2 separate regions of the Athene noctua genome follow, and region 1 is linked to region 2. The links are chromatin contacts, called in public Hi-C maps. All regions are on one chromosome and are shown on one strand. The core of a region is the stretch at or near the end of the contact, and the rest is flanking DNA. Distances in the headings are between cores, read along the strand shown.

What was found. A called contact is a pair of places that touch in the nucleus more often than the background predicts.
Region 1: a Hi-C map of heart shows a contact between it and region 2, with 3 times the contacts expected there. The contact joins the promoter of PIGA here to the promoter of ZRSR2 in region 2. A contact is called at or near these places in 2 of 2 Hi-C or Micro-C datasets (heart and liver).

Annotation. Positions count from the first base shown.
Region 1 is chr1:180,960,110-180,966,585 of bAthNoc1.hap1.1, forward strand. PIGA (phosphatidylinositol glycan anchor biosynthesis class A) reads left to right here and starts at 2,064. Exons shown (of 6, transcript XM_074906810.1): 1 at 2,064-2,113; 2 at 2,406-3,070; 3 at 3,616-3,748; 4 at 4,873-5,005; 5 at 6,345-6,476. The coding sequence starts at 2,419.
Region 2 is chr1:180,764,377-180,770,343 of bAthNoc1.hap1.1, forward strand. It overlaps ZRSR2 (zinc finger CCCH-type, RNA binding motif and serine/arginine rich 2), which reads right to left and starts at 1,628. Exons shown (of 11, transcript XM_074906763.1): 1 at 1,545-1,628. The coding sequence starts at 1,591.

The DNA.
Region 1 (6,476 bases), core at 814-3,313, 200 kb after region 2:
GGTCGTTTGAACAAGACAACAGAAGGAGGCTGCAGATATAGGGGGACTGAGTTGGATCACTGACAGGTATGACATTTAGCACAACTAGACATGTTTAATGAACACAGATGGCAGACCACCAAAGCCAACATGTCAGGCCAAATGTAGGAAGGCTTGGCCGTAATACTTTTCTTGACCTCCTTCAGAAAGATGTTCAGAGCCTGTGGCCAACTACTAGGAAAGCATAAAGTCCTCTCCAAAGTTCAGATAAATATAGAAGGACAAAAAATCACAACTGCTGTGGCATAAGAAGAGGTTTCTGAGATTAAGTGGATCTGTCCTGTGGAAGGTTTTGTAGGTTAGTGCCAGTATTCTAGATTTACACAGTGGTTGGTCAGCTTCATCTTATGGAACGTGCCAAATTCCACTTCTTTCACTGAAGAGACAGGCTGCTATGTTGTATACCAGTTACTATTTATCTTTGGATTTTTCAAGCTTGCATACCAAGAACTACAACTTCTCTAGACATCATATAATAAGAACTAGTCTAAAAAAAAGTCCAAATAGTTAAAACCATATGCACTGTTTATCTGAGAGCTAAAATTGGAGTGACTGGTACAGCTTGATTCTTCAGGGCAGTCTGACACCAAGGGAGGTCACCACCGTCATTTACCAGCGATCACATCATGTGGTGCTGCAGCTGAGAACCTCCAAGTGCTTTCTTCTTTCTCCTGGCACTATTTTTTTTTTTTTTTCTAGATGTCATTTAAGGCAACTGCTTTATACTCAGGTTACAGTTTCTTCTGAGAAGTAGGATCCCTATGGCCCCCCGGTTCCCAGTCTCTTCTTCTTTCACAGCAGGATACCTGCCACTGCATGTGAGAAGCCTCCCTGCTCTGGCCTCATACTCAGCTTCTCATCCTGAAATTCAGGTTCTTGCCACCCAGGAGGAGCACCTGATGGTGAAGTGGTATTTGCCAATATTGGTCTCGCCTTTCTAAACATGAGAAAAATTCAAACAACGAGAAATGTTTTTCTTATTCATCATTCTAACGTCTTTCACATCTTTCAGTCCTCAGAATGAAGTGCTTGATTTCCTCCTTCGTCCTTCTTGGGATCGGTGCCTCCAAAACATGCCTGTCCAAGCTTCAACCAAACCAGGAATCCAGCCAGCACTGCAGCCTAGGTTAGCTTGTACTGTCAGTCATGACACAGGTATTTGCATAGGAGTGATGACAGCATCAAATCTGACAAAATTTGTGTCAGAAATCTTGGCATGGAATAGCAGCTGCCAAACATAATTTTGGGAACATATAGGAAAGACATGAACAACCTCAGTCTGGGGAGGTAACATCCTTCTTAGCAGCCAGCAGCAGTCAGGCCGAGGCTGAAGCTGCTGACAGCTGACTGCAGAGCTCCTTTCAAAGATCGGAAATACACAGCCAAGGGATGCCAGCCCGGGGGTACCAGCGCACAACTCACACAACCCAGTCGCATTTCTTTAAGTTCGAATTCCTGGACTATCTGTAAAAATAATGTGTTGTTTGGTTGGTTTGGGTTTTGTTTTCATTTAGAGAGAGCAAGCTTCCGGTACTTGTAGCAAAACACTTGAGCACATTTCGGGAGTCACAGCTGTGATGGAGCCAAATACTGAACAGCGTCTCTACCGGGGGCAGGGCAAAGCCTTTGGAGTTTTAAGGCAATTCTACCACTTTACAGCGTGCAGCTCACTTTTTTTTCATTACTTTGGACTACATTTTTTTGTATATAAGTTTTTTTTTCTAACAGCAACCGGTCGAGGTAGACTTTCCGCTACAGCAGGAGCAACGTTGTTACATGGCAGCCGACACCGCGCTGCCCGGGGCGCGGCTGGAGTCCCGGCGGCAGGCCCGCCGCGCCCCTCAGCCCGCCGCGCCTCCCTCACGGCCCTTCTCCCCGCCGTTCCGATTGGTTCCTTCTTTTCCCGCGTGACGCAGCGCCGGCCGACCATTGGCGGAGGCGGGCTGGAGGCGGGAGCGCTCGACTGCGGGGGAAGGGAGAGGGAACAGCCGGGCGGTTGCCGTGGTGACGGGGCTGCCGTGCCCGGAAATGGGCGGCCGCCGGGAAGCGCCCGGGGAGCGCCGGCGGCCGGCAGGTACGTGCGCGCGCGCGCGCGCCCGGACGCATGCGCCCCCCCGGCCCCCCCCCCCTCCCGCTCCCCCCCCCCCCCCCTTCCCCCGAGGCGGCCGCCGGTTGCCGGGGTGATCTCGCCCTCTTAAAGGGCCCGCGGCGGCGGCCGCCCCTCGGTGCGTGTCGGTGGCGCTGGCGGGGGCCGCGGAGCGGGCTGCGCGGGAGGGATGGCCGGGCCCGGCGGCGGCAGTGAGGGGGCCGGGGGTCTTGGCGGGCGGGCGCCGGCGAGTGACGGCGCCTTGTGGTTCCCCCGGCAGGAGCGGGCCCGGGATGGCGGCCGGGGGCCCGGCGGGGGGGGCGCACAGCGTCTGCATGGTGTCGGACTTCTTCTACCCCAACATGGGGGGCGTGGAGAGCCACGTGTACCAGCTGTCGCAGTGCCTCATCGAGCGGGGCCACAAGGTCCTGGTGGTCACCCACGCCTACGGCTGCCGGAAGGGCGTCCGCTACCTCACCAACGGGCTGAAAGTCTACTACTTGCCCCTGAAGGTGATGTACAACCAGTCCACGGCGACGACGCTCTTCCACAGCCTGCCGCTGCTCAGGTACATATTTGTGCGGGAGAGGGTCACCATCGTCCACGCCCACAGCTCCTTCTCCGCCATGGCCCACGACGCCCTCTTCCACGCCAAGACCATGGGGCTGCGGACGGTGTTCACGGACCATTCCCTCTTTGGGTTTGCGGATGTCAGCTCGGTGCTCACCAACAAACTTCTGACGGTGTCCCTGTGCGATACGAACCACATCGTCTGCGTCTCCTACACGAGTAAGGAAAACACGGTGCTGCGAGCAGCCTTGGACCCTCAGATAGTCTCTGTCATCCCCAACGCTGTTGATCCCACGGACTTCACTCCAGACCCGTCAAGAAGGGATGACAGTACGATAACAATTGTTGTTGTCAGCAGACTTGTTTACAGAAAAGGTAATGGGGGATAAAATGTAAGTTTATTTTGGTTAATTTTTATTCTAGGGTATGGTAATAAAGATCTTGGTTAGGTACTGCTTACACTGTCTTTGTGGTATGGACTGGATTTTAAACGGGAATTGTAAAGTGACAGTGCTGAGCTTTTTCATCTGTGCATTCAAGAAGAACTATCCATTTCAGTTGGCACATGTTGGGTTCGGAGGTGTATTTCTTTTCTAATATTGAAGATAGTGGAAATTGAAATTTGTAAAACGGAAGGTCTGTCTTATATCAGGGATATGATTTAGGCCCTAATCTATATATTTTGCTAGAAATGTTTTAATTGTTTTTTATTTAATCAAGCAACAGCAATTTAAGTGATTTTTTTCATATTTGTCTCCTAATAGATCACAAGTTGTCTTTTTTTTCAGAATTTTGTGTTCAGCAGTGTAACTGTCTTCGAGACTTTTTTTCTTCTCTTGAATAGAGTTCTTGCAGTAAGCTACATCGTAAGTTCTAAAAGCAAATACAGTAATGGTTTGCCCTACATTTTCTATTCTTAGGTATAGATTTGCTTAGTGGTATCATTCCTGAGCTCTGTCTGAAATATCCAGAATTACATTTCTTAGTTGGAGGAGAAGGACCAAAACGGATCGTACTGGAAGAAGTCCGGGAAAGATACCAGCTGCATGACAGGTTTGTTCTATGCATGTCTATGACCCTTAAATGTACTTTAGGGGTGAGAAAGACAACAGCAACACTCTTTCTGCCTGCCCCCTCCTCCCAAAAAACACCGAAAGCTTGGGAAGGTGAGAAATATTGAAGCCAAGGCAGATAGACCAGACACGTAACTGAAGACTTAGAGTTGGACTGTGATCTTGCAAGTTAATTCATAGAAATAGACCCTGTATGAATCTTCACTCAAGTCAGAGAAGCTGACTTAGACATAAATTTATCATATTCCTCTCTGAAACTGTGGTGTGTGGATCACATATTACCATATGGCATAAGTTGTTAGCTAATTTGTGTCCCTGATGCTTGTGAGAATGACTGCTAGTAATTTATTTTATTATTTCAGTATGAAACTCTTCAGGGTAGTGCTTATCCAGTATGTGGTTTTGTGGTACTACAGACATGTTCCTGGTGCTGCTGTGTTACCGGTTTCTGTGATGCATATGCTTTTGTGTCTTTCTTTGGGGTTTTCTTGTTCAAATAGAGTTTTACATGGCAAGGACAGGGTTCTTAATTTTCTGTTTCCTTTTCTCTGTTTTCAGTTGCCCGTTCTGGACTTCAGTCAGTGATTCCTGTGATAAAATTGTTTGTTAGTATCATTCTTACTTAGCCCTTTCCTGTTTCCCAGTATCTCTTCAAAGTAATGGATCTTGATCATTGTATCCTGATACTTTGCCCTCCACCCCAGACTGAGATTGATCAGACCTCACATTGAAAATTCAGATAATACATCTAAACAACGAAAGGATGACAGATCTTAACTGCATGAAGCCATGTTCTCTTATGGAACTAGAAAGCTTAGTAGCAGTGTTTCGAAGGTAGTTGTCATTAAAACAAAGCATCTTCCTTCCCCAACTTTGTTTTCAGAAGTTTCTTTTAGTGTAAAAATAAGCAGCAGCGTCTTCTATTTCTTTTCTTCGTTGCTGCAAAAATTTAGAGAAGATGGAGCAAAGGTGTCAGTGTTCCTTGTCTCGCTATATAACTGTGACTCATTAGTACATTTTTCAGAATATGTGTAACACTATACAGCATTATTACTGTCCAAATCTAGTGTTTACCTTTCTTACTCCCCACTGTCTTATATGCAGGGTACGTCTTCTAGGAGCCTTGGAACACCAGGATGTTAGGAATGTTCTAGTTCAGGGGCACATTTTTCTCAACACTTCTCTTACCGAGGCCTTTTGTATGGCAATCGTGGAAGCAGCAAGCTGTGGTTTACAGGTAAAAAAAGTTAAAAAGATCTCAACTATCTACAACGCATAATATCCATTTTAAACAAAATTCATGATTAAGTGGTATGTGCTTGTAACATTTTATTTCATCTGAGGCTCTGTCTTTACAAAGGTGAGCAAATATTATCCCCATTTACAGATTACCTGGATGCTGAGACAGAAGGGTTAACTGAAACTGTTTAAGCTCCCAGAAGAAACTTGTGCAGAACTGGGAATATCATATAGATGAACTAACTCTCAGTTCTCCAAACTAACCAAACTGCCTCTCCACAATGCTCTTTTTTATGTACTTCTTTACAGTGTATTGGAGTCGTTGATGTTCATGAAGTTTACTTTGACACTGCAGAAAAATGGCTCATGAGCATGGGTGACTGCTCAGTCAGGCCTATTGAATTGCCAGACTAAACCTTTGTACCAGAACTGTATTATTCCTGCACCAGGAACTGGCAATTGTTTTCTTATAGTAACTGAGGATGTATTTGCCTTACTATGTAGGGATTCAAGACAGGAGTTGGAGAGAGAGAAAACAGTAAAAGCTGTTTCTGCCTAGTTTACAACTCAGATTGACAACTCAAAAAAAGTTAAATCAACAGCCATAAAGAACTTACATTCTTACATTAAAATATAAATAAAAGTTTTTAAAAGACAGATTGATAAGAGTATCTAATATACAAGAAGTTTAGAAAATGTGAGGGACTTTTTTTTTTTTTTTTACTCCAGTATCCTTTGACAGTAGTTACTACCTAGTTGTGGTAGTTCCCCTGTCATCTGTTTTCTTCTCTAGAGGTGCGGAAGTTTTGCACTTTAGAGATGATTGTGCAGTGTGAGTTTTAGTAGTTTCTGATTTTCCTTTTAAAAATAATAATTCAGATTAAAATTACCAAAATTCTAAAGAAATTCTCGTAGAAGGTATAAACTGAAGGTGTATGGGGTAAAACTCTCCAAGTAGAGGTAACCGTTTTCATGAGGTACTGTGGAGAGAACGTCCAAAATCTGGTTATACAGATTTAGTTGTGTAATACGTGAAACAACTTCAGGAAAGATGTCTTAGAAGACTTCATCTAATAAGTGGTTTATGTTTTGTCATGCTACCGAAGAATCATTCTCAACATCATTAAAGGTATTGTGCTAATGCTAGGTCTTTTCTAGGGCCTAGACCATTAGTTTGCATACAGGTAAAATTTCCAAAGCATATCAGTCTTTGTGGCAACCACTCGTATTTTTTTTCCCTATTCTTCTTAAGTGCTGCATCTAAGTGTAATAGCACATACACTACATAACAATAAAATTGAGTGATGACACTGCTATTTCTTTCGTTTCTTTCAAAGGTGGTGAGTACAAGAGTTGGTGGGATTCCTGAGGTGCTTCCAGAAAATCTCATTATTTTATGTGAACCCTCTGTGAAATCTTTGTGTGATGGATTAGAAAAAGCTATTGTCCAGCTCCGATCAGGAACACTA
Region 2 (5,967 bases), core at 378-2,877:
ACTTGGTCACTAGGTAAGATTAGGGAGAAAAATTTGGTGATCTCCCACGCTATCATTTTGGTACACCTTTCAGCACATTCTAGTCTTCCTCTCTTTCACAGAGTATGAAATGTTAAGTCCCGTCACTTTCCTTCTCCCTTGATATTCTCTACAGGCAGCAGTCTTAATGTATAGATAACAAAAGCACACTTCACCACCACCGATAATGCTCAGGTCTGTTCTTCTGCTACTGAATCTTGGCCGGGCTCATCCTTGCTTCTCTAACAGCCCTGCAATGCTGCCTAGAAACAGCACATTGCTTCCATTATGGTTAGGAACTGTCTATCTGAAAGCTTTTTCATATCAACCCTTTTCTGTCATTTTTCATTCTAGCTGTATTCTTTCTAGCCAGTTCATAATGGAAAAATAGGAGGGAGGGATGACCTTCAACTCTTGTCACTCTTCCATGCCAAATACTGATGGGAGGTCAAAATCTCTCCGTTTCATAGTATGCAATTTTAAAAGACTCCATAGGTATAACTCAGCCAAAACCTCACCCGCATCTCTAACCTGAGGCTTCCATTCAGGGTTGCTCACAACCTCACCATCTGCGCACCTGTGGATGCCATCAGTAACCCCGTGGTTATCCGGGCAGCAGAGCCCTCAGAGCCCAGTGCCTGACTGCATGCAACATCTGAGCACTCTGCCTTTGATCAAGCAAGCTTAGCGACTCCTCCTGTAATGTCACCTCCCTGGAACGAATCTTATCCGCTCAGCAGGTGCCTGGGGCTGACAAGCGTCCTTCCCCGTTCCCTGCCTTTCTTAGGTGATCCTGAAGCCCAAAGAGGAAAGAGAGCGAGCAACTCTCCTCACTCCCAGGCCACACACAGCAGCACATGAGGAGGCGGGCAAACAGCTTCGGGACTGAGGCTTGCCTCCCCCTCCCGCGACACGGCACTGCCGAGCGAGGCCACTCCAGCAAGCGCGGGGCGTAGCTGCTCACAAACACCCCGAGGCCTGGACCGGGGATTCCGTCGGCTGCGGAGGGGGCCGGCCGGGGCTCTGCCCAGGCACGCACACGCCGGCTGCCTCCCCGCGCCGCGGCCCTCGCCGGCCCCCACGGCCGTCTCTGCCCCCGGGCCCGGGGCGCTGACCCCAGCGGCGGCCCCGCGCAGCAGCGCCCCCTCCCCCCGCGCAGCGGCGCCCCCAGGCGCTGCCACCGCCCCCCACGGCCGCTTCCGGCCCCGCCCCGCGGGCGCCCCCCGCCGCCCCGCTCGCCGCCCCCCAGGGCCAGGCCGCGCTCCCACCCGCCGCCCCCCACGGGCGCCGGCTGCCCCCTGCCCCCGCCCCCGCGCGGCGGCGGCGGCCGCTCGGCCATGGCCGCTGCCGCACGTAGCTGCGCCACTCCCAGGCCCGGCCGCGAGGCGGCCTCAGCCGCAGCCGCCGCGCTGCCGAGCGGTCTCAGCCAGGGCTAGGCCGTGACCCTCCTCGGAGACCCCCGGGCCCTTCCCTTTCCCCCTGGGGGCGGTGGGGAGGCTCGACACCGGCGCTGGCCTCGGCCTCACCTCAACTTGCCCAGAGGGGACTCGGGCAGCAACATGGGCGCCGCCATCTTGCGTTACCGGGGGGATGTCACGTGACCCCGCGGCGGAAGGGCGCAAAATCCCTTCCGGCAGCCGAGCGGGTGGGCGGGGCGAGCGCGCGCGTTCCGGCGCACGGGCGGCCCTTGGGCTGCCGGGCTCGGGAGCCGCTTCGCGCGGGGCGGCGGGGCCTCGGCACCCGGAGGCGGGGAGCGGCGCGGTGACCGGCAGGGGCGCCGCCGAGGGAGGGGCTGGCTGGCTGGCGGGCACAGCGGCGGGCGGTCGTGGATTTCCATCCGCACTTCAGCCGGCGGTAGTAACCGCCCGGCGGTCGGGCTTGTGGCCAGCTGGGCGGTGAATGCGGGGGAAGAGAGCGTCAGCGTTGGGTGGTGGGGTGTCAGGACTAGCAGAGGTGTCTTCAGCCTGTCAGCGCTACCTTTGCAGAATTCGGGAAACAGGACCGGGGCTATTCACGCCTTAGAGGATGAGGTGGAGTTTGTGTTATCCCTCCTGTCAAAAGCACTTAAGATTCAGTGAGCGCACGGAAAAGCAGCGTTTTAAATTCCAGTTTACTAAACTCTCTTCAAAGACTCGAAAAGATTCGGTGCACCGCATCTTGCGTTGTGGCTATCTGTGATTTGCAGCGCACGTTGGTGCGCAGAGCAGCAGCAGCCCGGGTTTCTTCCGCACGTTGCGGTGTCGGTGCTGTGTGGGTGCTCCCCAGCTGCAGTAAGTAGCTGCTGACAGCCTGTGCTCTGGGAGCTGCATCGGTTACTCGGTGAAATACGTGTGGAAACATGAAGTATACGATGCCAGCCGCGGGGCGAGCTTCTGGCGTGTCTCTTTGCCGCTGTGGACGTGGGTGATGGGTGGCGGCCCTGGGCTACGGCCTCGCAAAGAGTTGGGAGTCACAGCTCCAGTGTAGCAGGGCACACCAGACCGGTGCACTGATGAATTTAACTGACGCTGCTCATGCATTCTCAGCATCATCTCTGAGGCATTCTACCTGTCTTGGTTATAAACATATTTCATGGGAAGAAATGAGCCACAGTGCACAGACCATCATGGGTATGATGGGTCAAAATGCGCAAGTTGTCAGTAATCCTTTCCTCTGTGATATGCATTATAGATTGCAGCCTTCGGAGGCAACGTATTCGTAGGTTTCATTTGGGTCTGTTTTGCATAGCCATTAATAATGCACATTGTTGATTAAGATCTAAATTATTGTCATAAACCACAATGTAGGAGGTTACTTCCTAGAGGTAGTATATTGCATAAGTAGTCTGAGCTGCTGGCAGTGAAGCATACCAGAGCAGGCTTTGTCAAATCAGACTGACTGTGCTGTTCATTAACAGCATAATGAGTATCCTCTTATTTATTCTGAAGCTCAGTGAAGAAAGCAAGCATGTGAGTACCGTAGTCAGCAGTTACATTTGCTATTTGACCAATGAATATTCAGGCCATGACCTCTCTGCTATTACTTAACCCTGTTTAAGATGCTAGACTGTCTTTTGAAACGGAGGAGTTGACATGACTATTACTGTTTGCTTGTGCAGAACGTACATGTAAAATAACACATAATTTGCTGCTTTTTAGATACGGAAGATGGCAGTATTGTGCATTCTACAACAGATGAATAATTGACACTCATGAAAGTTTTGAAAAATACAACCAAATGTGTTTCATAAATCTTATTTCATTAAGGAATTAAAACTATAACTTTTCATCCTCCTTTCAACAGAGTAAGTGCTCTAACAATAACCTTCCTTTATAAGTCAAATTTGAGGAATTCAGTCATTTTTTTCATTAGTATGCTACATTTCATTATGGCATTTTCCTAATACCCTTTGGGAAAGAACCACTTTAAGCTTATATATGAAATAATATAAAGTATACCATATATTATATTATATATGGTATATTATATAAATATACCATATATTATATAAATATACCATATATATTTATATTATATTTATATTGTAAATATACTTTATATTATATTATAAATAATTATAATTAATAATTAAATATAATTATTAATTATATTATTTATAATATAATAAATAAAGGAGCATCTCTGTAAGAAAACAAAATACATCAGCTGTTACAGATAATTCATAATGATTCTGGGAAAAGCTGTCATACCTCTTTGAATAAAATAACTGCATTTTTCTCCATTTTGTTTATTCTTATTAATTTATACACATAACAGCAGCTTGATATTCAAGTACAGGCTCAGAATTCCATACAATTTAATTGAAATGGTATCAGAAAGAAACAAATATAGCCATTCCAGGCAGGGGCCATTCACATATTCAAAGTAATGTAGCATTCTGGTTAGTAGCTTAGTTAGTAGTAGCTGGTTAGCCCTTAGACTGGGATCGTAGACTGCAGGCCTTTTCAAGCATAGGTTGTTTTTGTGGAAACCTTCAGGAAGTTTGTGGAACTCACTCTTCAGTGTTTTCTAAAGAAAAGTATACCTGCACTCTATGGTACTATGTGAACCTCATCACATAGAAGGTTGATACCAGGTGTGCTGCTCATACCTCACAGAATAGCACAGAACAGGGAAACTTTTCTCCCACATCTTGAAGTTACATACCATATTGCAGTATAAATATCTGCATGTCTTTTAATATCTATGCAGAGAACCATGCCTCCGCAGTAGGCCAGCTCTAAACAAGAGTGCAGATACTCTATTTAGCACACATTTGCACTTCATTTCTATGTGGTTCTTCTGTCTGTTTTCCGTTTCTCTCCTATTTCCTACCATTGTGGCCTGACATCAGCAGAGAAGTGTTTGCTCTCTTTGTTCTATGCCCGAGCCCTGTGTGGAAAAAAAGGAAGGTACATTTTGTAGGCATATGGATTATCTAAGAGTTGTCCTCATAATTTTTGCCGTATGTTCCTGTAGAAGAGTGGTCCCTTTCCTCATGGAATCCTTCAGGTTTCATTTTCCTGGCTGAAGAAAATGGACATAAGAGAACATGTGGGAAATGGCAGTAAATCACTAGTGTGGATTTGGTCGACTCAGAAGATGTGTGTTGACTAGGAGACATTCAGGAAGTGTGGGTTTGAGATGGGGAGTGGTCAGTTTTTATTGACGCTTCACGGCTGTAGATTGTACTAGAAACTTAATAGTGAAGCGGTGGCAGCAGCACCATCCTTCACCATCCCCTCTACCCTGGAAGTTTCAGTTTGTTCCTTCACAGTGCTAGCCCTGCTGCGGGTGATTCTTGGTGCTTTCCGCTGCAAAGCGCACATTTCAAGGCAATATACCTGAACTCTAGGGCGCACGTCCTGCCCCCACCTGCTGCCAAATGGCTATGCTGCTGTCTCGAGAGGTAGATGATTTCTCACATACTCTCTACTTCTGTGAGCAGTGATAAAAATTCTGTGGCAATGTGAGTCACTTTTACATTATTACGATGATGGTAGTGGTGGCGGTCTGCCTTCAACACCCTGTTTCCCCAAAAGTTACCTGAAAAACTCCCAGTTAATGAGACTTAGGCTGAAGCTATATCAGCCAGCCTGACCTGTTAGATTATACTGACATTCACTTAGGTCCTAATCTCAAGTCTTCAAAAGACGTGCAGCATTCATCGTTTCCATTGCACCCGGGGAACTGCAAAGCACTGTGTACAATTAGATCTGCAGTTCTCCAGGTACATTTCCATGAGTGACTAATGCTGACAGTAGCACATTGACTCTTTGCTCATAAGAGTTGAACAGAACTATTTAAGACTAAAGATTAACTTCCTTAGAGTTTAAAACTGTTAATTTGTCAAATTTGAAAACTGAGGTTAAGTTTGGCCATAGCTGTTAATTAACTTATATGATAGCTATCAATATTTTACTTTCCTGGGATTTTCCATTTCAAAGACATTGAAAGAAGCAGCAAAGTACATTGCTAATCACATAGAGAAGATGGAAGGGGTTTTGTTTGTTTTACCAAGTCATATGCTTTCTTGAAATTTCAGTCCTCTCGATTTGTTTGACAGTCCAAATTATGGTATACTGTTATGTATATACATACAGATAATACATTAATTTATGGAGGTCACAAGCGCTGAAAAAATTTTAGAGATTTTTCATCCAGGCAGACAAATTCATTTAGTACAAGAAGAGAAATAGTTCTTTGCACTAATTCAAGGATATTTCTGAGATACAGATCATGCACTAGATTCTGTATGGCTGTGACCTGTAGCTCAAGAGTTGTTAGGAAAAACAAAGTTCCCGTGAAAGAAGAACTATTTAAAAATCTAGAACCTCACAAACAACTGAATTAAAAACATACCTTGCATATGTGCGTGTAGATTGTAATTTGTTCAAGCAAACTATTGCCTGACTGATTAATCAGTGGCAAACAAATGGAGAGATGTTTAAACAGTGCTACATGTCTGGC